Linked DNA regions of Mus musculus: regions 1, 3 and 4 are each linked to region 2. The links are chromatin contacts, called in public Hi-C and promoter capture Hi-C maps. All regions are on one chromosome and are shown on one strand. The core of a region is the stretch at or near the end of the contact, and the rest is flanking DNA. Distances in the headings are between cores, read along the strand shown.

Evidence for each region. Promoter capture Hi-C pulls out the DNA fragments that hold promoters and counts their contacts. Hi-C and Micro-C count contacts between places; a contact is called where the count stands out from the background.
Region 1: a contact with region 2 is called in a promoter capture Hi-C map of embryonic stem cells, with 17 read pairs. The contact joins the promoter of Tasp1 here to the promoter of Ism1 in region 2. A contact is called at or near these places in 4 of 39 promoter capture datasets (cranial neural crest, embryonic stem cells and neural stem cells), 3 of 484 Hi-C or Micro-C datasets (embryonic stem cells and uterus) and 5 of 115 datasets of contacts at active chromatin or transcription factors (cardiomyocytes, embryonic limb bud, embryonic stem cells and 2 more).
Region 3: a contact with region 2 is called in a promoter capture Hi-C map of embryonic stem cells, with 2.8 times the contacts expected there. The contact joins the enhancer-like site here to the promoter of Ism1 in region 2. A contact is called at or near these places in 3 of 39 promoter capture datasets (cranial neural crest, embryonic stem cells and stem cell-derived epiblast-like cells), 1 of 484 Hi-C or Micro-C datasets (embryonic stem cells) and 3 of 115 datasets of contacts at active chromatin or transcription factors (embryonic stem cells and regulatory T cells).
Region 4: a Hi-C map of cortical neurons shows a contact between it and region 2, with 4 times the contacts expected there. The contact joins the enhancer-like site here to the promoter of Ism1 in region 2. A contact is called at or near these places in 6 of 39 promoter capture datasets (cranial neural crest, embryonic stem cells, hippocampal neurons and 1 more), 2 of 484 Hi-C or Micro-C datasets (cortical neurons and embryonic stem cells) and 3 of 115 datasets of contacts at active chromatin or transcription factors (embryonic stem cells and stem cell-derived neural progenitor cells).

Annotation. Positions count from the first base shown.
Region 1 is chr2:140,065,072-140,068,215 of GRCm38.p6, reverse strand. It overlaps Tasp1 (taspase, threonine aspartase 1), which reads left to right and starts at 1,411. Exons shown (of 14, transcript NM_001159640.2): 1 at 1,411-1,462.
Region 2 is chr2:139,676,312-139,679,574 of GRCm38.p6, reverse strand. It overlaps Ism1 (isthmin 1, angiogenesis inhibitor), which reads right to left and starts at 1,397. Exons shown (of 6, transcript NM_001276489.1): 1 at 768-1,397. The coding sequence starts at 905.
Region 3 is chr2:140,184,420-140,187,473 of GRCm38.p6, reverse strand. All of the region lies in intron 5 of Ndufaf5 (NADH:ubiquinone oxidoreductase complex assembly factor 5), which reads right to left. Among named protein-coding and RNA genes, the nearest start is that of Ndufaf5, 15 kb to the right of the region's middle. Within about 2 kb of position 1,508, at least 9 of the 459 cell types and tissues checked have an H3K27ac peak or open chromatin away from gene starts, as enhancers often do. A contact at or near this core is called in embryonic stem cells and stem cell-derived epiblast-like cells, where this site is marked.
Region 4 is chr2:139,380,262-139,383,418 of GRCm38.p6, reverse strand. No RefSeq gene overlaps it. Among named protein-coding and RNA genes, the nearest start is that of Gm14066, 75 kb to the right of the region's middle. Within about 2 kb of position 1,533, at least 8 of the 459 cell types and tissues checked have an H3K27ac peak or open chromatin away from gene starts, as enhancers often do. A contact at or near this core is called in cortical neurons, where this site is marked.

The sequences.
Region 1 (3,144 bases), core at 162-2,661, 390 kb before region 2:
AGAGATAAGCGGATATGAGTTTGAGGCCAGCCTGGTCTACAAAGTGAGTTCCAGGACCACTAGGGCTATACAGAGAAACACTGTCTCGGAAAAAACAAAACAAAACAAAACAACAAACATTCATTTAGGTGGATTCTAAGAATTTGCATTTTTAAGTAAGAGTTTAGGTAATTCTAAACTGCTGGTCTGAGACCTCACATAGGATACATGTGAAAATACATGCTGAAACATCTCATCTAAAAATCCAAAACCTCAGCTGCTCCCACACTGTGCACAAAACTATTTAAAAATGCGTTACAAAATTACCTTTAGTCTCTGTGTATAAGGTCTGCATGAAATACAGCTGAGTATTTTTGCAACTGGAGTCTCATCCACTGCTTTGGTTTGGGACCAGGGACAAGGGACTGAGGCGCATATTTTACATACCAAAGCACACCTGAACTTCAGTTTCACTCAGCATCCCTCAGTCCCTTCTTGGCGAACCCTGCCCCAACCCTGAACTTTCCAGTCCAGCGGCCGAGCTGCCCTTCCCCCAGAGGCTCTTCCCTCTATAATCAAGATATTTTGGTCTCCCTTGTTTTCCTTCTCTTCTCTCACCTCCAATGCTCCCCTGGCCTCAATCCTTGGGGCCAGTGAACTCCCCTGAAAGCAACTTCCCAATATTCTGCCTTTAATATAATCTTAATTGGTTTGAATTGGCTCATTTCACCGTTGGAGAAATAACCTATCACCCAGGACGTTTTATTATGTATAAGCAAGTATTTCAAAATTTGAAGAAAAGAAAATTCCCAAATACTTCTCAAGTATCTCAGACGACTGATACCTAACCTGCAGTGTTCTATTCCTTCTAATCTCTGCTCCCCACAAACAGGCTGTCAAACCATTCTTGATACTAGTTACAAGGATTGCTACTGGCTCTTGGTCTTTGATCTTGGACAGTTAAAGACTAACTACCTTTTCTGACTCCCACTTAAACAAAACCTAGGTTGAATCCTGCTTTTCCATAGGGGTCAAGGCTACATGGATGAGGGAAGGGTTCTTCTGCAACGCCCTCATCAATGATGGCTACTATTTTCATAACGTGCAACCCGCTCGTCAGTCAACTTCGTGGGTAACAGGTAGACACATCCTCAAAGCTAATTACCGAGCACAATGAAAGCAAGGTGGGCAACGGCGATTGTATAGCTATGACAACAAACAAACCCCCAATAGGCCAATAAATACATATTTTAAAAAACCCTCAGATATCAGAAGCCAGAAATAACCGCGGAGTGTCTCAGCTCAAACGCTTAAAGAGAGAGACGCTATAGCCTAGGCGATTAGGACTCAGGCTCGCGGGGCGTCTGCTTCCGGCCACGTGTGCACGTCGACCAATGGAAAGGCTTTACGCCACTCCCGCTTCCTCACCCTGGCAACGGGCGAACGACTACTTCCTGTGTGTGAGTGCTCTGCGCTGACGCGGGTGAGTGTCCCTCGTTCTGACGCTGTCCGCGTCGCCGCTGCCTAGCCTCGGTCTCCGTATGGTCCGGCAGGCCCGCGTGGCGTCCTCACGCCACCGCTCGGGACGGCTCTCACGGCGCCACCTGTCCGGCCCGGCGCAGGGCCCCACGGATTCCCCGGCCCGGAGTTGTGGTCACGCGTGGGGGCCGCCAGTTCCCTTGGCTGCGGAGTTCTCGGAGCTCTTCGCGCGCTGTGCAGTCCCAGGCTACAGGGAACTCACGTGTCCCAGGTCCACAGCGGGCCCGGGATGTGTCACAGACAGATGTCGCGGTGGGGTCAGAGCTTCCCTGAGTCTGTTAGAGCCCGGGTTAGCGTCCCGAGGGACATGTAGCATCCAGTCAGTGTAGAGGTGGCTAGGACTGAGTCAGTGAAGATGCTGGAGAGGCGGGCGAGTAGCTGTAAACTGGAGGTGTTTTGAAGTAGAAGGCATAGGGATTCCTCCGAGTTCAACTTAATTATACCGAGGAGAGGAAGGGAAGGTTTATTGGGGGCCATTGAACCAAGACCTTTCTTTGAATAACAAGCTAAGGGAGTTTATCTTACGCACTCAGGCGTTTGGTTATTAGAAGCAGTGGCCGTGGTTATTAGAAAATGCTTGGGAATTGCAGAACAAGAGATTAACATAGTTGCCGCCACTAAGGATTTTGTGCTTTATAATTTCTTAGGTGTTGTAGATGTCACCGACAAGTGTATGTGTATAATATGGTTAAAACTAGAAATTGCAGTTTTGTATATGTTGCATTCATTGCACGGATAGATTGGTTTTGCCTTTTTTTGGGGGAGGGGAGAGGGTTATTTTAGTTTATGTGTGTGACTGCTTGCATCATAATGTCTGCACCGCGAGCATGGGCATATCCGTGCAGGCCAGTAGAGGGCATCTGGGGGAATCAAGGATGGATGTAAGCCAGCGAGTGGTGCTAGGAACTTACTCAGGTCCGCTAGAAGCAAGTGCTCTTTATTGCCGAGCTGTCTTTCCAACCCTGGTTATTTTATTTTTTTTCTTATTGAGGTGTAATCAACACAGTACCAAAATCCTCTTAAATTGTAAGCTTCTCTCTCCCCCTCTCTCATTTTAAGGATTCAAAAGTTGTATGTATGTCGTTGCTGTCTAGTTCCAGACCAATTTTTATCACCTTCCCCAGATATCTTGTGCCCAGTACAGTTACTTACCCTTCTCCAGTTTCCCCCAACTTCTGATCCATGGTTTAGTATGTATCTTTCTGTTTTGTACGGTTTAAGTAAATAGAAGTATGTAACAGGTGTCCTTTTGTGTCTAGCTTCTTTCAGTGAGCATAATGTTTTCAAGATTTGTCCATAGCTATGTAATAATGCCTCATTCCTTTGTGTTTATGTTACCCCCCCCCCCATTGATTCTGGGGATGGACCCGCACACATGCTGGGTGAGCATCCTACCACTGATGGATGTACCTCCCCCGTTCCTTTTTATGGATATGCAGTTGGATTGTTTGGTCCTTCGGGTTATTTTGGAATAATTCTGTACACATCATATTTGTAACTTTTTGTGTGGATATTTGATTTTAGTTTTATATTTGATCTTTTTGTTTTTTTGGTTATGTATATAGAAGTGGAACTTCTGGGTGGTTATGTTTGGAGAACTCAACAGACACTTTCCAGAATGATCAC
Region 2 (3,263 bases), core at 148-2,647:
AGTCATAATAGAAAAGCCCATGTGGGCAACCTTTACTCAGCAATATTCATTTGGCATCTCAAGACCTAATATATGCCCCCTGGCCTCATCTCTCCCCCTGGAGCCGAAACAGAATCCTGTTACTAAAAGAACCTTCAAAGCAGATGTTCACCGGGAAGAAGTTTAAAAGTCCCAAGTAACTCCAGACCAAATTCCTACAGGTGCCTTGACTATGGCCCTTTGCCTGGTACATAGGGGCATAAGAGGTGAAGGAATCACTCAGGCAAAGGTGGGGTGTCTGGCTAGTCTCCAGAAATAATGTCTTGACCTCTGACACTGCTTGCACACCCAACAGAATACTTTCTCCTAAATATAGCTTGGAGATTTATCTTATAAGGCCTCTTTATGTCGCCTCACCTCAGTCTCTCTTGCCTCAAGACAAACTTCTAAGTCTCTGGCAGTACTCAGCATCAAAAGCATCCTCCAGCCAGCTTATGCCTCCCAAGCCTAAGACTTCTTCCTGGTGCCAAACCTGTGACAGATCTGAGGCTTTCTCTAGGTAAACTTTGAAGCAGGCCTGGCCTCTACACATAACCCTTCCACCCACCCACCTTCCGCCCGATCCCCTAGTCCAAACTTTTCTGCTTAAACCCGGTTGCCTAGGCAAAAGTGCTCCTTGGTGGAACGGAGGACCCGCCTTCTGCAATGTACCAAGCTCTCTTGCTTAGTACCTTGCGGGCCACCCAGCTTCGTTCAACCACGCACGCCCCCTCCGGCGGCGCACTCACCTGCAACTGGGACCCGCTGACGTTGCCGGCGGCCGCGTCCTGCCGGTCGGAGGCTCCGGATCCGCGCAGAACCGTGATGTGCAGCGTGAGCAGCAGTAGCCCCAGCAGCAGGAGCAGTTCCGCAGCCAGGCGCACCATCCTCTTGAGTCGCGCGGCTTTAGGACCCCGCGCGACTGGCGGCGGCGGCGGCGGCGCCGCCGCCGGGGGAGGAGGAGTCGGAGCCCCCGAGCTCGACTGAGCGGCTCCCGCCTCGGCCCCCACCGGGGCCCCGCTCCCCGGGCCGGCAGGGCTGGCTCTGGGCTCGGCCGAGCGCACGGGGCCCGGGGAACAGGAGCAGCCGCCAACGCCGCCGCCACACCACAGCGGAGCCACCGCGGGGCCGGGGACGTCCAAGCCGGTGGCGGAGCAATCCCAGGAGCTGTCCGGCGGCGGCGATGGGGACCCGGGGCTGTCCGCGACCCAGGCCCGGCCAGGGTCCACCCTTCGGGCAGGGAACTGCGGGGGCGGCGGCGGGGCGGGCGCAGCCGAGCCCCCGAGCGCACATGGGCTCCCCAGATGTGGCCGCGGTGCCGCAGCTGGAGCGGGAGCGGCCGCCAGAGGAGCGCGGGGTTAGAGGCGGAGGAGGAGAAGGAGGAGGAGGGCTTCAGAGGCCGCCCGGAGTTACCTCCACTCTCGGCTCCCCCGCCCCCGCTGCCGGGAGCCACTCACCCTCGGGGCCACCACCTTCCTCACTCCAAGTTCCTTGGGACCTCTAGCTTCGTCGCCCCGCTCGCTCAGTCCCCGGATGGGCTGGCTCCGGGTCACCGAGGTTGTCACCGTTTGAGGATAACTGGGGGCGCCCCGCCGGCGCCTGCGTCCGCCTTCTCGGCTGTGCTAAGTGCTTGCTGCCGAGGTCGCTGTGGCAAAGGAACTAGCCCTCTGCTCGCTCTAGTGCTTGGGGCTGCGGGCGAGTGGGGGTCGCCCAGGCCACCTGAGAAAAGTTTATGGGCAAAGTAGAGCTGGAGTTATAGGAGTGGAGAACGGAGGGGCCAGACAAACCAGGTGTCTGCGACCCCACCACGCACCCTGACCTTGAGCAGCGAGTTTGGGGGGTAGGGGGTGGGGTGACACGGTGTCTGTCGGTCCGGAAGGGTCTTGACACTAGCTGCGGGGCTCTGGGCTGGCTGATCACTGGGTGCAGCAGACCGTGCGCCTACAGCGCCCTGGAGCGTCGGAAAGGCGGGTGAGTTGGATTCAATCCGCGCGCGTCTACTTAAGTGCGCAGGTGTCGCGTGGGAGGCTGCGAAGAACACGGTGTGCGCTGCGAAGGCGCTCGGACGTCAGTGGGATGCTGGGTGACTCTCAGCTTGGTAGACTCGAGTCTGGGGGCTCATCCTGGGGGTGCTGCGCCTGGAGGGGACTTGGGGGCTGCCGAAACGCAGCCGCTGCAACAGCGCCACCGCCTCATGACCGCGCTCCAGCCTCGGGCTCCCGGGAGCGACTCATGCCTTGCAAGTGGTGCGGCTGGCGAGCAGAACGGCTGGGTGATATATCTGGAGAGCGCGGGATCCTTGCCAACGAGGCTAGAGAGAACTGGGTCCAGCGTGGCTCTGGCTCCTGCCTTCCCCAAGTGGCTCGAGTGACGGGCACTCTGTTAGGCTGGAGACTTTTATACTGTGTTCCCTCCGCCTCCTTCCTCCCCTGAGCCAGCTCAGCCCTTCCCTCTCGGTGAGCCCAGCCCTAGTCAAGCGTGAGCACACGTTCCCACAACCCTTGTCACACATTGCCATTTCTCATCCGCAACCCAGGACCGTTGCACAAATCTCCTTAGGTGAATGAAATCAAACAAACAAATAAAACTTTCTTACCGGCACGCCACTTTTCTCTCTTTTCCTACCTCTTTCTACAATCACTAGAAACGGACAGAAGATTCCTAATTAAACTGTCTTTAGAGTTAAAATCTTTCTTTGGAAACTCTAAGATGAATTTCTTCGCCACTCCAAACGTTCCTCAGGTCGTCTTAGCATTTTCCAGAATTTAACTAGTTGTGGTTCAGCATGCTGTTTGCATCTGTTTGTATCCAGTTAACTTATTGCCTCTTTGAAAATGCTGGAAAACATCTTTAAAATTCTAGCCAAACCCAGCAGCTCATTAATAAATTGGCAGCTATTTATAAAGTGCGGGATGGGCATCTTTTCCTTTTCACTAAGGGTGGGTTTCCCCTCTCTGGCAGAGAGCTCTCTTTCAACTGTTAGGCTGCCTGGCTTCCCATTGCTATCTCTAGGCTCTAAAATACCAATAATTGTCAACTGGAGCGCTGAGGGGAGAAATTGAAACAATAAACCTTGGTGGTTCAGATGGGAGATCAAAGGGGATTCTAGCAGCTTTGGAATCCCAGAAGGATTCCCCTGCGTGTTTTCTAATTAGAATCACTTAAGAGTATCAGGCAGCCGAATCAGCACACAGGTGGAATAGATAAATTAAGACGGCAAACTAGAATCCTGTGGCCATAGATAT
Region 3 (3,054 bases), core at 259-2,758, 510 kb before region 2:
ATTCCATTGTCAAGATGTACCACAATTCAATACCTTAGAACTAAAAGACATCCATGCTGGATAGTTTTATGTCAACTTGACACAATCTAAAATCATCTGAGAGAAGGAAGTCAATTAAGAAAATAGCTCCATGGAGAGGCCCTTGGTCTTGCAAAGATCATATGCCCCAGTACAGGGGAATGCCAGGGCCAGGAATCAGGAGTGGGTGGGTTGGGGAGCAGGCTGGGGGTAGGGTATAGGAGACTTTTGGGATAGCATTTGAAATGTAAATGAAGAAAATATCTAATAAAAAATTGTTTTTAACAAAGAAAAAATACATTTAAAAAGAAAGTGTCTACTGTGCTGCTTACAAGAATAATGAAATATAAGAAATATTCCACAAAAGCGAATTTTTAATGCAGTGAATTCATTTTCACTTTTCCAGATTTTGTTTGAGTTCTACTAATATCCGATAATTATGCAAAAACTAAAATAAAAGTTTGTGACCTTTAAAAAAATAGCTCCATAAGATCAGGCTATTGCAAACTTATAGGGCATTTTCTTTTTTTTTTTTTTTTTAATTAGGTATTTTCCTTGTTTACATTTTCAATGCTATCCCAAAAGTCCCCCATACCCACCCCCCCAATCCCCTACCCACCCACTCCCCCTTTTTGGCCCTGGCGTTCCCCTGTACTATGGCATATAAAGTTTGCAAGTCCAATGGGCCTCTCTTTGCAGTGATGGCCGACTAGGCCATCTTTTGATACATATGCAGCTAGAGTCAAGAGCTCTGGGGTACTGGTTAGTTCATATTGTTGTTCCACCTATAGGGTTGCTGTTCCCTTTAGCTCCTTGGGTAATTTCTCTAGCTCCTCCATTGGGGGATAGGGCATTTTCTTAATTAGTGATTCTGAGGTAAGGCCCTGGGCATTATGAGTGGTTGCTACATCCAGTAGTGACTCACATGACAGGCCTAGAAACATGGAAGCAGTCCTGAGGCGAAAAGTTCATGGAAACTTAGTCTCCTGGAACCTTGGCATTCCCACAGCACACATCCTCCAAACCTGTCCCCACATTAATTGGGTGAACGGATCTGTGTGCTTTCCCTCAATATTGTTTTATTATAAGTGCCTCTAAGGATTGATTTTGACATATAGCTAAGTTAGATTAACCTCCACCAGTGTTCCAATGTCCTAGGCAGTCCTTGAGCCGACCCTGGGCTTGGAATTCAGTAAGAATATAACCTATTCAGTAGCATTCAGAACTACCTCTAGTATTGTAAGGGAGACAGTGAAAGAAAACAGGCATTACAATTTACTTGAATAGAACTAGTAATCTCAGGGCTAGTCTGCATAGTAAATACTTAGAACAACAGTCGAGTCACTCCCATACACAGGAATTTACAATGGCCTAGGAAGGAGGTGGGTTGCGGTTTTAGGAGAAACTGAAGTACTATTCATGTAAGGGTTAGTAGAACTGAATTCTCCTGGTGCATGTTTTTCACTAGGCCCAGAGGAATAGCACAATCAGGTATTTCCTAAGGGACCCCTGGTGGTGGGTTTAACAATAGACTAGCATTGCATCAGACCACTCACCTGGCTCCTGAGTTTAGCTGATCTTAATTAAAGGCTGTTCCTATCTCAGTTGCAAACACAGCCTGGCTCCCCCTAGCTTTTTATGTATGCATTTTCTTTGTTTTGTGTAAAGAACCATTATGCATCAATGTACCTTGGCAGATGTATTCGCCTAGCTTTCTGGTTTTTCTTCTGTATTATAAGACTGGTGCTCACTTTGAGAAATTACATTCAGATACCACAGTCCCTTGTGTCCTTATCTGTTTGTCACCCTTTTCTCTCTGACTCCTGCCCACCTGTCCGGAACCCTGATTTTTCCCGCAGATTGAGGGGGGCCAACTGAGGTCGGTCCATGGCAGGTGGTGCCATCCATTAGACTGTTGGTCCTAGGTTCTATAAGAAAGCAAGCTGAGCAAGCTAGGGAGAGCAAGCCAGTAAGCAGTACCCTCTATGACTTCTGCATCAGCTCCTGCCTCAAGGTTCCTGCCCTGGTTGAGTTCCTGCCCTCTGCTTTTGATGATGAGCTGTTCTATGGAACCGTGAGTGAAATGAAGCCTTTCCTCCCCGAGTTGCTTTGGTCATGACTTTTTCATCACAGCAACAGACCCTAAGGCAATATCTTAGTTGCTTAAAAGTTTTAGCAATTATTAACACAGCTGCAGCAGTTAACAGCACTTGCTGCTTTTGCAAAAACTGAATTCGGTATTCGGCATGGCTAGCAGCCACAACCATGTATAACTCCAATTCCAGGGGATCCTACATCTGGTTCTGGCCTCCATGGGCATGAAACATACATGTAGTGCAAATACATACTTGCACGCAAAATACTCACATACATAAAAAGCAAGTCTAAAATATTTTTGAAACAGTAATATATTATTCATTGTCATGTTTTTGCATGGATATAAGTTTTCATTTCTTTGGGTAAATAAATAGCAAGGCCTATAAATCTTGGATCCTAACAAAGTATGCTCAAGTTTCAGGAAATCATCAAATAGTCTTTTAAAGTGCCTCCACCATTCTGTAGTCCCACCAGCAATGAATAAGAAGACTAAGTTGCTCTATACTTGCCAGTAGTCAGTGTTGGCAATGTTTGGGTTTTGCCTATTCTAATATGCAGATAGTATATCCAACATCACCTAAGGCGATGGGAAACAAGCAAAACTTTCTAAACCTATACATAAGAAACCTCCTACATATTGTGTTTCCTGCTCACCCTGTCTATTGTCTCATGTGCAACAGCAAAAGAGTTTTAGCAAACTAGAAACTTGGAAATAAAAAGACACTTAAGACAATACATCTAATTTCCACTTGGGTGTCTTGAATCCATAATTGTTAAACAGAAGAATCTTAACATCTATAAACACACAGAGAAGAATATAGCTAAGTGGCAGAATGTTTGTCTTTCACACCCAAAACCTTGGGTTTAATTCCAGGCCCAAGGTAGGAGAGTATTAGTCCAACCATCCATTGTTATCCTAAGAGTACAATGTTACAACAT
Region 4 (3,157 bases), core at 284-2,783, 300 kb after region 2:
CTGAAAGTCTAAGCCCCAATATTGTCTTTATTCCATAAGTTGCCTTGGTCATGGTGTTCTGACACAGCAATAGAAAAATAATTAAGACACACCTTCATGCTCAGCATAAAAAAGAAAAGAAAAAGCATTGTACCTACAATGAAAAGCTACTCAGCCCTCCCTTCTCTTCCTCCCAGAATTGGTGTATACATTAGGGCAGCATTCTTATACCTTGTCCCTCTGTATACACAGTCTTGCCCAATGAATGACTTATTGACTCCTTTCTAATTCTGAAAACATGGACATGAATAGCCTCACAACTAACATCCTTCTCAAGTCACTTTCCTCAGGATATCCCACTCTTGTATGTAGGTGTTTTATCCTCACAGGCAAGCTTTATCAAAGAGCATATAAAATGGATGTAGGTGCCTCTGTGGTTGGATCTCTATGGCTGCCGGTCCAAGGGCACAGTTTGAAGTAGACAAGCAGGGACCTGAGCCTGCCTGGGTCAGGCTGATGCTGTTTGATGCTGCTTAGCCTGAAACAAACTAAACTTCTTTGAAGTCAACAGGCCCAGACAGAAGAGGCACTTTCTCAAGTTGTTAGTCTGGGAAGGTCTCAGAGCATAGGGCTCCAGTATTGACTTCAGTTGCCAGAGCCAGGGTAGGTTCTCAAGTGTTATTTTATCTTACCTCCTCCTGCAGCAAGGAGGGCAGTTAGTTGGTGGTTTCCTGGCCTTTGCTTAGCAGAAGCTCTACCACACTGCTGCTCTTTTAGCAGCCACAGCAGGGTTTCTGACCACTGAGTCCTAGGCAGGTAGCAGTGCCTTAGGCTTTTTCACAAAACAGGCCTAGAATTCTGGTCCAGGGTTGTAGATTGCTGGCAAGAGCAGTGTGCTCCAAGAAGATGACTTTTACCAGGTCCAGAGGATAGATCGCCTTAGCCTAAACTGGTTACAACATCCCTGCTCTGCTTGCTGTTTAGGGACAGGAAACAAACTCCATGCTGGTTGTTGAGTTCTAAGCCCATGTTTGCTGGGAATGCAGAGGGATAACCAGGTGAGATATGTTTTAATCTCTACAAAACTCCTCCTGGAAGACAAGTTACCTTTACGCATGCTTCTCTGAGCCACCATAGGCCTGTTTTATCCAGGATGGAAGGTTCTCCTGGCACAAAGATTGCCCGTGAAAAGTCAGGTTTTTCCCTGGATGATTCTTAGCTGGAATCTCCTCAACCCACCTTTAAGAGCTTCAGGTTTACTGTCTTTTTCTGCGAGATTTCTGTTGTTGTGGATTTTGTGCCCTTGAGCTAGAAGCACCTGTGCATATAGTGTAGAGAAGAAGATAGTGTCATCCTTGGCTTTGGACCAAAAAAGGAAGCATAGCTCCTTCGGAGATGTCACAAACTGCTGTCAGCACAGACACCTTGGAAGCTACTAGAACTCAGTGAAACCACTGTAATTTACTTACTGCTGGCAGTCTCAGTGGTGTATCAGTGCAGAGCTAAAAGGGGGAAAGTAGAAGGGAGATTCAGTAGGAGCTCATAACGTGGAAATACAGACATGGCTAAGCTTATGCTGCCACCTTGTGGCTCAGTCTGAAAAAGGTGCTTCAGGAGGGTGAATGGACAGATGAGCAGCATAAAGGAACTGGTGAAGGCTTGATGCCCCAGTGAAGAGGAATGCTAAGGTGGTGAGGTGTGAGTGGGTAGGTGGATGGGTGGGGCACCCTCATAGAAGCAGGGGGAGGGGGAATGGAGTAGGGGATTTGCAGAGGGGAAACCAGGAAAGGGGATAACATTTGAAATGTAAATAAATAAAATATCCAATTAAATTTTTTTCTCTACTTTTTTCTTCATTCTTTTTAAATTTGATGTTGAAGTTCTTTAATTGTTTTTCAGACATAGCTATCAAAGTGATATTACTTTAGCTCTACTGGTTGTCGATAATTCATTTATGGCTCATAAAAATCATTAATGAATAATTTTGCTTCCGATTAATATTCATAAGCCTTTCAATGAAAACAAAGGGGCAAGAACTTTCCATTTGATACTAAAACCACCCTAGGAAGGTGCTTTTGTTCTCAAGGAGACAAGAAGGTCATGGGGTTTGACTCCTACTTCCAAAACCCATCCCTTTCTTTTGCTTCCAACAGTAGAGATTGCTCGCCTAGAATCGCCCTTTGCAGCTCTTTTCCTCCCTTTCTTACACTCCCCTCTCCTATAAGTGGGTTGCCAAGAAATTCTCATGTTTGTTGCCATGGTTCTCCTTAAAACACTATTCTCTATAAAATGAGTTGGTGCACCTTATTCTACCATTTCAGGCACATTAGCATCACCATAGACAATAGCCTAGGAACACAGATAGCCATTTGGGATTTAAAGGCAATGCCAGAGAGCAAAGAAATATAAAGAAGGAGGACTTTAAAGGCAAGCAAACTAGTATTTCTTTAACTAACCAAACAAAGGCAATGCTGCCTGGCAGCCTAGGATCTCTGGACATCTGACTGCACAGCCCGTGTAATTGAAAATCCAACTGAAGGAAATCAGTTGTTTGCCCAGCTTCCTGGGTAGATTTAGCACCAGAGTAAATGCAAATGCCACCTGAGAGTAGTTGGAAGCTGATCCTAAGACAAACAGAGGGCTATCCTCCTGCCCTTATCATTTTGAAAAAAAATAAAACCAATATCTTCATAATTCCAAAAGGAACTAGAACATTTTAATTCCAATAAACTTGAAGTTTACAATCTCACCAAACAAACGTGAAGGTCAATACAATACTGTGGATTCGGTACAAATTAATACCCATGAAATACTTATTAAAGGCCAGGAAAATAGGTATCGTTTATAAAGTATCTTGTTTAATTCTCACAGAGCTATCTTTGAAGGTGCTTTACAACTCCACCTTACACATGAGATAATTAACTTGGCTTGGGTGGCCTGCCCCTGGCTATACAGATGGCAAGGGTACGGATTGGCTCTAGGCAGGTTTGATTCTAGTTTTAAGCTCTAGCTCTATCCACAAGAGTGAACTCATTGCTTATGATAAAAGGAAGTAGTGTCTCTGAGCTCATTATTTTCAGAAATGCCCTCCTTCCTCAGTTCCCTCTGTCTACACTTGTCTCCTGCATTCCACTGAGGAAGGAGGAGGACGTGCGCTCCCACTAGCTGTGTCTGTAAT